Regions from separate parts of the Mus musculus genome. Here region 2 is linked to region 1. A link is a contact called in public HiChIP or PLAC-seq data. All regions are on one chromosome and are shown on one strand. Each heading gives the region's core, a stretch centred on a gene start, on an enhancer-like site or on the middle of the called end of the contact. The rest is flanking DNA. Distances are from core to core; before and after follow the strand shown. Region 1 overlaps Tmem131 (transmembrane protein 131). Region 2 holds the start of Gm39626 (a long non-coding RNA gene).

Region 1 (6,201 bases), core at 944-3,443:
CATGCTGACGTCTGAGCTAATGTTTCAGGTGAGACTGGGTATGACCAGGGAGGCGTGGTTCTAGATATGAAATAACACATCAAATGATATCTATCACTTGTCTGAAATAGTAGCTAATTTGACAATACATAAAGGCTCTTATTTTAGCTTAGACAGGACTGTCTGCTTTGCTTAAAAAGTCAACACAGAAAAATGTTAAAAATAATATTTTTGCCTGTGAACCAAAATGTGCTTCTGGAAGTTAAATATAGTATCAGTTAATTAAAACACCCAATGACTTCATAACTAAGGTAAATGTCGACTGCTGTGACTAGTTATCCCACACTACAGAAACTTCCGACCCTAACACATCTGCTTAGGTTTCCTGATTGTACATACTGTTTTAGGTTTGTGGAGTTATATTATGAATTAATAAAGTAAGTTAATGATGAATCTTCATAGGGGAAAATCAATTGAGGCAGTAGTATTAAAATAGTCTGGATTTCTATATTAACTCATCAACATAGGAGCTTTCTAGTTTGTCAAAATAATAACCACTCTAGGAGAAAAAAATGAATATTTACCATCAAAACTAATGCTGGCAACCTTGGTATATTTACTTTCAGAAGCTTTTAACGTAACTGGTTTAAAATGTACCGTGATAGCGTCATTTTGTGGTGTTGGTCGAACACTCTGCGAAGAAAACAAACCTGTTATTTTAGTCTAGTAGTTTAGGTAGAAAGAAAAGCATACACAAACGTAAGGCGTAATACTAGTAGCTGTAAGTGAAATAAGACAAGAGCAAAGCCCGACTTTCACAAGAACACTGTATGAAATGCAGTGATGGCAAAGTATGAGATGACTAAGTATGACACCTCAGGACGAACTCACACATGGGAAACCTAAAGGTCTCCTTCTCTACATGAAAGCCTACTTTCTAAGATAAGAGGACAAGAAGATATCTCAAGACTCATCCATCTTGAAGAAAGCCACACACAAAGGTGCCCTGAAACTGTGTCCTAGTAGGAAGAGTGAGCACACCTCAGGGCACTGTGACCCCATGTGGCCTCTGCAGTGTTTCTCCCCAGCTTGGCAGGGTAAGCACGGTCCACTGTCAAAGGGTAAGGCTGCACTCTAGTGAGCACTAGGGACTGAGGCTCACTACAGAGGCACTGAACTTGGAAGTGAGGCTCGGATGCTTACAACTTAGGAAATCAGGTCTATCTACACAAACTTAAAGTTAAGACAAACAAACAAATAAACAAACACCCCACTAAATGGTGTATTTTTAGTATATATTTAAATTGAACACTTTATAAGGTTTATTTTTTTAAATTATCCTCAATGATACAAATCATTTTAACTGAAAGAATTCAAAGATATCAATTCTATCCGCACTGTTCTAATAAAGAGAGCCTCGGGCTGGTGAGATGGCTCAGTGGGTAAGAGCACCCGACTGTTCTTCCGAAGGTCAGGAGTTCAAATCCCAGCAACCACATGGTGGCTCACAACCATCCATAACGAGATCTGACTCCCTCTTCTGGAGTGTCTGAGGACAGCTACAGGGTACTTACATATAATAAATAAATAAATAAATAAATAAATAAATAAATAAATAAATAAGCAAATCTAAAAAAAAAAAAAAGAAAGAAAGCCTCAGAGTATAACGCAATGTTTCAACAGTCGGGTACCGAGAGGACTGAAGCCAGGCTCCTGACTCGGTACAGGGCCACTTGTCTGACATCCTGGTATACAAATTGCACAGTAACCTTAATTCTAAGTATCAAATCATTGGGGCTGTGTGAACTTGACATCAAAGCCCACTTATCCCCCCCCCTCCCCCCAGGACAATCCTCCACCTGTGAAGCTCATGCCTGCTTCACGGCCGGCAGGGCACTAGATTCCTCCCCAGTCGAGGCTGATCCTTATAAAGGAGAACTCTTCCCAGTCTGAGCATCAAATGTGAGTCCCTTGAAGCCACAACAGAAGTGAGAAGAATATGAAAAAGGACACTGGCCTGCAGCCTGGTGCTTGCTATGGCAGGGACTTAAGAAGATTAGAGTAACTCCAGGGCCTGCCAGGGCAGCTCACTCTCCCACGCACTGCCATTAGCCCTGGGGGCTAGCAAGACCTCACAGGCTGGGGCACCCTAAGGACTGCTCCCTCCCTCCCGCAGAAGCACTGCTGGAATCCTTGCACCTCTGCTCTCCCAGCATGAGCTTCTCATCTGCTTCACTGTGCGCTGAAGACTGGGCTGGGAACCAGAAGATCTGCTCACAGCAATTCCTTACTTATCAATAAGCTTACTGTTAGTAGCAACCGTCTAAAACACAGACCTCTCCATCCCCTCAAGCATATGTAAGCATTTTGAGAGTAAACAAAGAACAGCTAGAACTGTGAGCTAAGCTGCAAATGGAAGGAAGTTTCTTTTGCTTTTATTGCACGATTTTACCACCCGAGCAAGGGAAGCCACGGAGCACACGTGGCAGGCAGGCAGGCAGCAGGAGTGCAGCTGGAGCCCCAGCTGCTCGTGGCCACACTCAGGCTCACTTCCCCACCTGTGAGAATTTCTCTAGGGTATGATCTGTCTGCGGAGCTAGAGAGCTGGCCTTGTGAGCTGAGGCCTCAGAGGGCTTTCCTTCACTGTCTACCTTGTGAGACAGCAACAATGGAAGCACGGCCATGTCCAGACATGCTCCCTTGCTGCAGCGGTTCCTGAGGGGCCACACCGTAGCATGCTCTCTGTGGTAGCAGCCTTGCAAAACCGTACCAGAAAGAACAAGTCATGTTTTTTTGCTGAGATACAGTTGTTATAAGCAGGAAGATCTTAAAATACATGTTGAAAAAAAATGATTCTTTCACTTCAAATGCAATACTTTAAGCATTGCCAAATGAGAGAGAGAATTTACATTCAGAGTTATCACTGCAAAACATACTGCACTAATAGTGAACAAATGTAAAGTTGGTGAGCCACTTTACACAAGGAGTCTGAACTGTGCACTCTTAAAAATAAACCTGAATCATCAGGTAAAACTCATTTGTCTAAGGAAATAACAAATAAATAAATAACAAACAAAAATCACAATAAAATACTTAAAGTTCATTCAGGTAACTTAAGATGAAAAAATTATTCAAAATCATTGCCTTGTAATGAACTTATTTATACTAGCCACTTTAGTACTAGTTACTAACTACTGCTAATTCAAAGATGACTTAAGAAATGGGAAAGCAGGGCTGGAGAGATGGCTCAGTGGTTAAGAGCACTGACTGATGATCTTCCAGAGGTTCTGAGTTCAATTCCCAGCAACCACCTGGAGGATCAAAACATCTGTAATGGGATCTGATGCTTGCATCTATTCTTAATACATGTTTAGTCTTTTCTCATGATATTCAGGTCAAACTAGCACTCAGTAATTATGTCAGGTGTGGTGTGCATGCCTATAATCCCAGTACCTAGGAAGCTGAGGTAGATCTCTGTGAGTTCAGAGCCACGTGTGAGACCTTGGTTTTTTGTCTTTTTTTAAAAAAAAGATTCCAAGACATATTGAGCAGTCAGAGCATGCCAACAAGCGAGGGGAAACCGGCTAGTACATAGCAACTGGATATTTTGTGTATACATTCACTAGAGCAAATGTCAAGCTGATACAAATGGCTCCCACTCATCAACTACCAAGGAAGCTCATGCAAGCCTCCCTTTGAAGATATCTGAGGCACATGGGTGTCATGATATCAGGAAGGCTGTTTTCTCAGTTACATGACAGACAGGAGGGCCTGAATGTGGGCCTTCTGTGCATGGTCAGGGGATCACATCTGGAGCTCCCTGAATTGCTATCACACACTGGGAAGGACCACAGTGTTTAAAGAGAGAATAGATCTTGGAAGAGAAATGAATAAAATACACATTAACATTCAGCACAGCCTAACTGGAGGAAAATGACTTCTCTAAAGACACACCAGGCTCTAATCTTGTTATACTATGTGAAAGAAATGCTGAAATAAACAGAAAGCACGACAAAGCAAAGCTTGGTTCTCAGAAAACTCAGTTTTCAGTGAATGTAAGAGAGAGATCTACGCCCATGTGACCTCCCCGACTGAGCACCATGACAGCACTGGCTGGTCTCTCTCATCTTTTACGCTTGTGCCAAAGTAGGCACAGCGTTTGTCTACAATGTGTAAGTCGGCTGATCCTTTCCTTACCACACTTAGATGGACCCAAAGAAGTCTGGGTTCAAAGTGAGCTCAACGGTAAGGGGGACTTGGGCAGTCTGAGCCACAGCTCCACCTTCAGGATGCAGTCTAGTGCACAGCTGATGCTGACAGTTATTAAATGAACGAGTAGATGAATGAAGACCAGGATTCTCATATCCTACATACAACCAAGAGTCTACAGGTCACCACAATACAGAGCAAGGACTTAACCCTGCTGTTAAATCACACAAACGCATGTGCACGTGTATGCACACACAGTGTGAGTATGTGTGTGTGTGTGTGTGCGCCGACACTCAAAAACTTACTGTTATTGGTACATCCTTTGTTCCTGAATTTAGTAAATGAAGATTTAAAACCTTTGGTAGATCTGTTGAAATGGAAGAAAAGAAGTGTTTCTTTAAAAGGTGTGCTTCACAGCAAATTAGAATCTTTACCTCATCAAATACAATGCAAAATTAGTATAGTAAAAGCAAATTAAATTTCAAAAATATGGCCTTTAATCCTGGACAAGTAAGTCTTAATTACAAATTACAAAATCAATCTCAAATTTTGTACTTTTTCCTTAATCATCATCATCATCATCTTAGCTTGGTTGTTTATAATTTTAAAATTAGAATTCTTTCTTTGATCACTAAGATAAATAAAAATATTTATTACATTGAATGTGTGAGGAACTAGATTAAGAAACTATTTTCTGGGGGCTGATGAGATGGCTCAATGGGTAAGAGCACTGACTGCTCTTCCAAAGGTCCTGAGTTCAAATCCCAGCAACCACATGGTGGCTCACAACCACCCATAATGAGATCTGATGCCCTCTTCTGGCGCATCTGAAGACAGCTACAGTGTACTCAAATACATACTTATTTATAATAATAAATCTTTTAAAAAAAGAAACTATTTTCTGACTCCGTTTTCTACCTGAAGATTCAAGTTACCTCACCCTATTTTCTCACCGGGGAGGAGGTTTCGAAAAAACACTTTCTACAAAAATCACAGGACCCACTGAGAAATGGCTTTCAAGTTGAATTACAAGCAGAGCCATCAGAACTGAATCCCAAGTGGATTACTTTACGGCTCATGCTGGTCTGAATGAGAATGGCCCCCACAGGCTCAGACATTTGAATGTCCCCAGAGGTAGAGCTATTCTGAAGGATTAGGAGGTGTGGCCATGTTGTCAGGGTGGGCTCTCCTGGCCTCCAACTAGCAGGTAACACGTGTGCTCCTGGCTACTCCTCAAGCACCATGCCTGTCTGCCTGCTGCCATGCTCCCATGACGATGGTCATGGATTAACCGTTAGAATTCTAAGCAACTCCCCCTGCCCCCAAATTAAATGCTTTCTTTTATAAGTTGCCTTGGCCATGGTGTCTCTTCACAGCAACAAAAAAGTAACTAAGTCAGACCCAGAAAGGCTTTTGCTACTTTACCTTGTGTTCTAAGTGTTCCAAAATCTAACATTTCAGTTGAGGAATAGATTCCAGGAGCTGGGAGAAAAGAACAGTGCACAATGATCACTCTCTCAGCCAGGGCAGGGCGTGCTGAACAAACCTGCACTCAGTCAGCTCTCACTGACCTGTTGTAACTTCAACCTCAACCGGGAGAATGATGAACTCGGTGCTGTCTGATGCATTCGTCTTTATCCGGATGAAGGCTGTGTGATTGTCTGCTTCTCTGGAGGAAAAGCTGGCTCTCATCACTCCCTTGGTTTCATAAGGAGGGATTTCCTGTGAGTAAACAGACTATAATGTAGCAAGTGCCTGCAATGCTGTACAAATACCTTGTTTATTCAATTAGATGACACAGAGTGAAGGTGCACTGCTATTTTATACACCTATCAAGAAAAAAAATAGTACATCACCAATTAAACATATGCTTTGATGACTGCAGCACATAAAACCTCTAAGCTCAGAGAACGTTTCAACACAAAAACAAATGAGCTTTTTTAGAATGGGTGATGGATGCTGTGTCAAGACAAGTAAATCAAGCCAACGGTCTGAAAACAACCATAAGCTGCA
Region 2 (6,201 bases), core at 1,525-4,024, 210 kb after region 1:
ATTTGGTCCATAATTTCTGTTAGTTTCAATGTGTCTCTGTTTAGTTTGTGTTTCCATGATCTGTCCATTGATGAGAGTGAGGTGTTGAAGTCTCCCACTATTATTGTGTAAGGTGCTATTTCTTAGCTATTTCTAATTGAATAATATTGAAAGCACCTTACTATAATCAAATCAGAATCTAATGTAACCATGAGTTTACTATCTGGTGCTTAATTTGTGTTACTTAATCATCCTAAACAGTTTATAATAGCAGCTATCAGAAGGACTGGGTCTAAGCTTTGTATTCTTAAATTCACAATGCCTATTCAAGAGTAACAATATTAATTTCAAATTTTATATTAATATAAAAATTTACACCAATGCACACATTAAATCTGTATCAATATAAAAATTCTGTACCAATGTAAGAAATGATAACTTCAATTTTGCACCAATTATAAAGATTTCTACCAATGTAAGATTATGGCTCCACAATGCTTTGTATTGATTTGCTTAGCAATCCATTCCATATATCTAATTTCTTTTAAAAAATGTATTTGTTTGTTTATTTTATATGAGAACACTGTAGCTGTCTTCAGACACACCAGAAGAGGGCATCAGATCTCATTGCGGGTGGTTGTGAGCCACCATGTGGTTGCTGGGAACTCAGGACCCTGGAAGAACAATCAGTACTCTTAACTGCTGAGCCATCTCTCCAGCTCCCTAATTTCTTATAATTTTGCTCCATCCCCCTTTGTCCCTTCAGTCCCCTTCCTTTTACCTAGGAAAGAAAGGACAGAGAAGAGGAAAGGAAAGACAGAAATCCCTAAGTTTAAGCTCTTTATTTAGTTTCCTCCCTGTTCAAAATTAAGAACTTTTCCAAATTATCCCTTAACTTGAATGATGTCGTCATCATTCTAAAGATGTCTCTGAGAAGTCTTACCTCGTCTTCTTCCACCATCACAGCTCATCCTCAGAGGCTCTGTGGTCTCTGACAGATCCATGAAGGGCTGGACATGCACTTAGGGAATGCTGTATTCCTGTCCAGTTTGGATTGGCCCTGACACACAGAGGGTGCCAGGTAGACTATGTACCTAAATGTTTGCACAGCTGAGCAAACAATCCAGTAGTCCTGTGACAGAGAACCTAGTGTGCATTTCAGCTGGCTGCTGAGTGTCCACAAACCTACCCCTCTCAAGCCCGGGCCAAATCTTGTGATGCTGACGTCACGCTGACGTCATGCTTGGGTCCTCTGGATCGATTACGCACTCAGTTCATTTCACCTGAGCAGTAGGTAGTCCCTAAGTTGAATTTTTATACTTATTCATTATGCTTGGCTAATTAAAAAACAAGAACAACATTTCCTCTTGAAACTTTGATTTGTATGTGTGTGGTGTGGTGTGCATGTGTAGTGTTCATGCTCGTGTGGGGTCGGTCAGGTGTGCTTACGTGTGTGCGTGTGGACGCCCATATTTTTGGTTTATTGAGATGACCTCATATGCATTTAACCCAGGCTGGCTTTGAACTCCTCATCCTCCTGCTTCTACTTCCCAGGTATTGGGATTAAAATGGTGACTAACATGCGTGCCCATTTTTTCCCCCCAAGTTATGTAAATTAAGTCCAAACCTTCAGTAAGACTCGAGGTGTTAAGCACGGTTTTTATTTATTTATTTATTTATTTATTTGCTTATTTATTTATTTATTATTATTTTATTTTATTTTTTCGAGACAGGGTTTCTCTGTATAGCCCTGGCTGTCCTGGAACCTACTTTGTAGACCAGGCTAGCCTCGAACTCAGAAACCCACCGGCCTCTGCCTCCCAAGTGCTGGATTAAAGGCGTGTGCCACCACCACCTGGCAGCACGGTTTTCATGCTGTGATTTTGAACTTTGCCTCAATTGTTCTAGCTAAAAGAAGCAGGAAATGAACTCCACCCCACCCCACATGATTTCCAAGACTTCTGCATGTCATAAGCACTTATGTTTATCATAGTTCCTGAGAGACCTTATGACTTAGGACAGAATACAAAGCATTACAAATTATTGAGGAAAATGTTTAAAAACAAGAGAGTCTTTGCTGATACGCCGTTTTGATTGTCTTTATACAAATACAGATTATGTGACTTCTTTGAGGAGACTCGTGGCTTCTCGGTATGCTGATGGCCTGTTCCCACAGATCTACACAGCAGAAGATGGCAGACTATACAACGTGAGTCACAGGTCCCTCAGTCCCACGGAAAGAGGCTGCGGCCACATTAAGATCTCAGGGGCTAAGTGGTGGAGATACACGCCTTTAATTCCAGCACTCAGGAGGCAGAGGCAGGGGAATCTCTAAGTTCGAGGCCAGCTTGGTGTACAGAGTAAGTTCCAGGACAGCTAAGGCTACAAAGAGAAACCCTGTCTTGAAAAAGAAAAAGAAACAAATAAACAAACAAACCCTCCACCAAGAAACAACAAAAGATCCCAGGGGCCAGAGGGATTCCCATTTCCTGTTTTCTTTGGGCAGTGGCTTAACGATGAAGTTATTGAGCAGCTGGGGAAGGAAGCCCAGAGCCTGAAAGAGAAGAGTACCGAGAGCTCTCGCTCAGAAGAAAACCCTTTATGTACTGTATTTTGAAAATGACGGTGAAAAAAAGTCAGTATGAGAGTAATCTCCAGAGTCACCCAAGAGACAAATGGAGGCTGTTCTTACCTGCCGGAGCCAGATTGGACGAGGGGCCAGCGCTGGCAGGCGGAGAGCTCACTCACGTCAGGCTAGGACCCACAACTGAAGTCTGAAGTCTTGTTGGAGACACACCTCTGAGAGCCACTGGGACTATTATTTCCTTGGAATCTGTAGGAGGCGCTCCCAGGAGCCCTGTGTTAGTCAAGATTGTCTAAAGAAAGAGGATTAGTAGAAAGAACATATCTATTGAAAGGGGATTTATTACAGTGGCTCACAAACTGTGCTTCAGCTAGCCCAACAATGACTACCTCCCGTTGGAAAGGCCAAGAATTCCTAGTAGTTCAGCCCAGGAGACTGGGTGCCCAGGTCTGGTGCTAGAGTATCGGAGGATTCCTAGAGGATGCTGGTCTTCAGCCTACATTGTACCCCTGAAGGAGTAGGCGCTAACACCAGCAAAGGAATGCCTCAGCAACAGGGTAATGAACTTGCCAGTGAGAGTGAGGGCAAGCAAGCAAAAAGAAAAAGCTTCCTTCTTTATGTCCATTCATGTGGGCTGCCTCCAGAAGGTGTGGCCCAGATTTAGGGCGGGTCTTCCCATCTCAAAGGATCCAATCAAGAAAATCCCTCACAGGAATGCTAAGGGACTTGTTTTCAGCTGATTTCAGAAGTGGTCAAGTAGACAACTAGTATCCATCACAATCCTCAACAGATACTTGGCAGAACACAGCATTTGCATTAAAACCCATTCAATTCTATATGTTATCGCTAGATGATTTATAATACCCAACACAGTATAAATGCTGTGTGAATACATCTTATATCATATTGGATAGGAAATAATAACAATAAATAACCTGTTCATAGTCAGTATCCATGCAGTTCATTTTTAGATATTTTCTACCCTAGGTTGGTTGAATTTGAGAATATAGGCCCTGTGGATAGAGAGGGCCGACTGTTTTTAATAATTTAAAATTGGACCTCTGGGTTTGGTGAACTAGAACTGTTTTAAACTGGTCCACATTAAAATCACCACAGAGCAGAGGTGTCTTTGCCCACATAAACCCACCGCCACACCCCCTGAGATCTTTCTGTGACTTTTCCTAGGTCTACAGGAATGGGAACAACCACCTGCTTAACCCCAGAAAGGGTCCGTTGAATCTAGCCCACGGAACCAGAGTTTATAGGGTTTACTCAAAAGGGTACAAGGGACTCAATGGCAATTGCATCATTGGGAAAAAGCCGCACAACACAGTTTCATGCCAAGGGCCCTGAAAGCTGAGGTCTTCAGAGAAGCCATGAGGTATGGCAGGGGCTGGGGCATGGCTCAGTGGACAAGCACTTGTTGAGCATGCGCAAAGTCCCAGGTTCCATCCCTGGCGCCACGATGCTGCAGAGAAATGGTGCTGGCCTTTGAGGAGTAGACAAGAATATAGACGCACGGCCTTTTCGTTCTTCTTGTCTGCTGTCTACCTCTTTGCATTCTAAAAGGCCTTTCGATTGTGCCAGGTGTGCTTAAAGGATGTGTACATAACAAGAAGTTGCCCACAAGTCTTTGTCACCTTTAGGAATGTCCCCAAAAGTATCAGTGGCGGCTATGAGTAACTGGGTGACCCAGGCACAGGGGAGGTTGGCATAGGAGAGAGGGCAGAGTGACAAAAGTTACAGTCACTAGGATGAGCCTGAGCTGCTGTCCTTGCAAGGAACTGGAGACCTTTGAAGAAATAATTTGTAGTGTCTTCTTACATAGGAAAACTTTTCAGTGGGACTTTAAAAAATAAATCTGTCTTGGCTAGTTTTTCTTTCTTTTACTCAATTTCTTAAAAGTGCCCCTGGTCATTTTCTGGTGTTCTGTATATATTATAAGATATAACCTAGACACTATTTTATTTTATTTTATTTTATTTTATTTTATTTTGAGTGCTGCAGTTTGAAGAAATCTCATTATCTTTCTGAGAGGCTGAAATCTCTTTCCCGGTTCCTGTGGTGTTTGAAGGGCACCTATGGAACACTTTCTAGTTCGTGGCTCCAGCTGTATCACCGGAACTGAGGCCCCAACTGCCTATTTTGCTACTGTTTCATTCTTTTTAACTTTTCATCCTTATTTTCATTCAGCTGACAGCAAAGACAGAGCTGATCTGCCAGTTTGTGGATTACTTAACACAAGCCGTGGAGAGCTACAAGCAGCGGATGGACTGGCTCACCAGCGGAAGCCGGCAGATTTTTGGTGTTATCTTGGAACAGAGAGTCACCATAGTGCTGGACTTCGGTGACGTTCTGATGGAGGAGCTCAATCTGTGTCGGGATGCTTTGAAAATGGTCCTCCAGGAGCAGGTGGCTCTCATCACCAGGTTCAACATGATATGGTGAGTTCCCAGTGAAAATATTTGTCTCTGCGGATCACATCTTCCGAGTTAACACAGTTAGGCTGATGGCGAGGGAGGAGGATTATCATAATTCCATAGGATGTATAATTTCAGCAGAAAACCCACGATGCATTTATTATTCATCTCAGGGAACTTTTATATGCACTTCTCAGGACACCTCAGGTTTCATGTTAAGAGAGATTTAGAAACTTAACTTTTCTTCAATCTACTGGCAGGTCAAAAACGAGAATATGAATAACTGTGTTATTTGTGTATATGTGTGTGTGTTGAAGCTGGAAGTCTCGTTTTAGTTTGGATGTTGAGATTAAAGGCCACACTTTTGCTGTCTTTGCCAGACTGAGTTTGTGACACACGCTGACCTCTCCCATGAGTTTAAACCCTTTAATCAGAACAACAGGTGGTTACCGTTCTAGAATTTCATGTAGAGTTTTATGATTGATTATTTATGGATTCCTGGCACCACAGGAATGTGGGTTTCAGTGCTGACTTCTCAGCCACATAGGGGTTGAGCCTCCTTGACGGGAAACATCTGGATGAGCGGGTGGAGGGAAGTGCACCTAATTGAGTTTTTCTCAACCAAATAATGCACTTTTATCTAAATAGGGGACACCTTTGTGGGTGGGGTTGACAGAGACAAGTTACTGAAGGCACCAGGTTTTGATGCACACAAAGCCTTTGCTTTCTTGGATTGTTTACTGTAGCATATGTGCCACTCAGTCAGACCCCTCTATCCAAAGAGGCCCCACCAAGGGACACACGTCCGAGCCAGCAATCCCTGTGGCATCAGACGGAGCATTAGCAACAGTCAAGCCAATTTGGTTGACACTGTAAACACACTAGATTCGGATGGTTCCTCTTTTTTGAGGCAAGGGTGCCCTTCAGTCATTTCTAAAATAAACAGTTTAAACAAATGTTCTCAGGATTTTAAAACACAATTGGCTGAACCAAAACAGTACTATTTTTGACCCAGGAAGGATAGCTGAAATGACAATGAAAACAATATTACTAAGAATAAATTTTAAAATAGTGAATTGCTACCAACCTGTAAGCTGTAATACTGTAGGTTATTATAAATTCGCTATTGTGACCAAGCCCGCTCAGTCAGTCAACAGGTTCTCCAGCCCCGGAGTGAGGATTAAAAAGAAAAAAGACAGACAACATTGTAGCATGATC

The links. HiChIP or PLAC-seq counts read pairs in DNA pulled down with a chosen protein or histone mark.
Region 2: a contact with region 1 is called in an H3K27ac HiChIP or PLAC-seq map of embryonic stem cells, with 6 read pairs. The contact joins two enhancer-like sites. A contact is called at or near these places in 2 of 484 Hi-C or Micro-C datasets (CD4 T cells and the G1E-ER4 cell line), 3 of 115 datasets of contacts at active chromatin or transcription factors (embryonic stem cells and regulatory T cells) and 3 of 9 other capture datasets (adipose tissue, embryonic stem cells and liver).

Annotation. Positions count from the first base shown.
Region 1 is chr1:36,829,003-36,835,203 of GRCm38.p6, forward strand. Tmem131 (transmembrane protein 131) reads right to left here. Exons shown (of 41, transcript NM_018872.2): 9 at 5,760-5,910; 10 at 5,614-5,670; 11 at 4,494-4,555; 12 at 564-672. Among named protein-coding and RNA genes, the nearest start is that of Zap70, 70 kb to the left of the region's middle. Within about 2 kb of position 2,194, at least 82 of the 459 cell types and tissues checked have an H3K27ac peak or open chromatin away from gene starts, as enhancers often do. A contact at or near this core is called in embryonic stem cells, where this site is marked.
Region 2 is chr1:37,040,202-37,046,402 of GRCm38.p6, forward strand. Vwa3b (von Willebrand factor A domain containing 3B) reads left to right here. Exons shown (of 28, transcript NM_001370828.1): 3 at 2,094-2,188; 4 at 4,757-5,007. It overlaps Gm39626 (a long non-coding RNA gene), which reads right to left and starts at 6,150. Exons shown (of 3, transcript XR_865352.2): 1 at 6,071-6,150; 2 at 2,672-2,855; 3 at 2,366-2,533. Within about 2 kb of position 2,775, at least 26 of the 459 cell types and tissues checked have an H3K27ac peak or open chromatin away from gene starts, as enhancers often do. A contact at or near this core is called in embryonic stem cells, where this site is marked.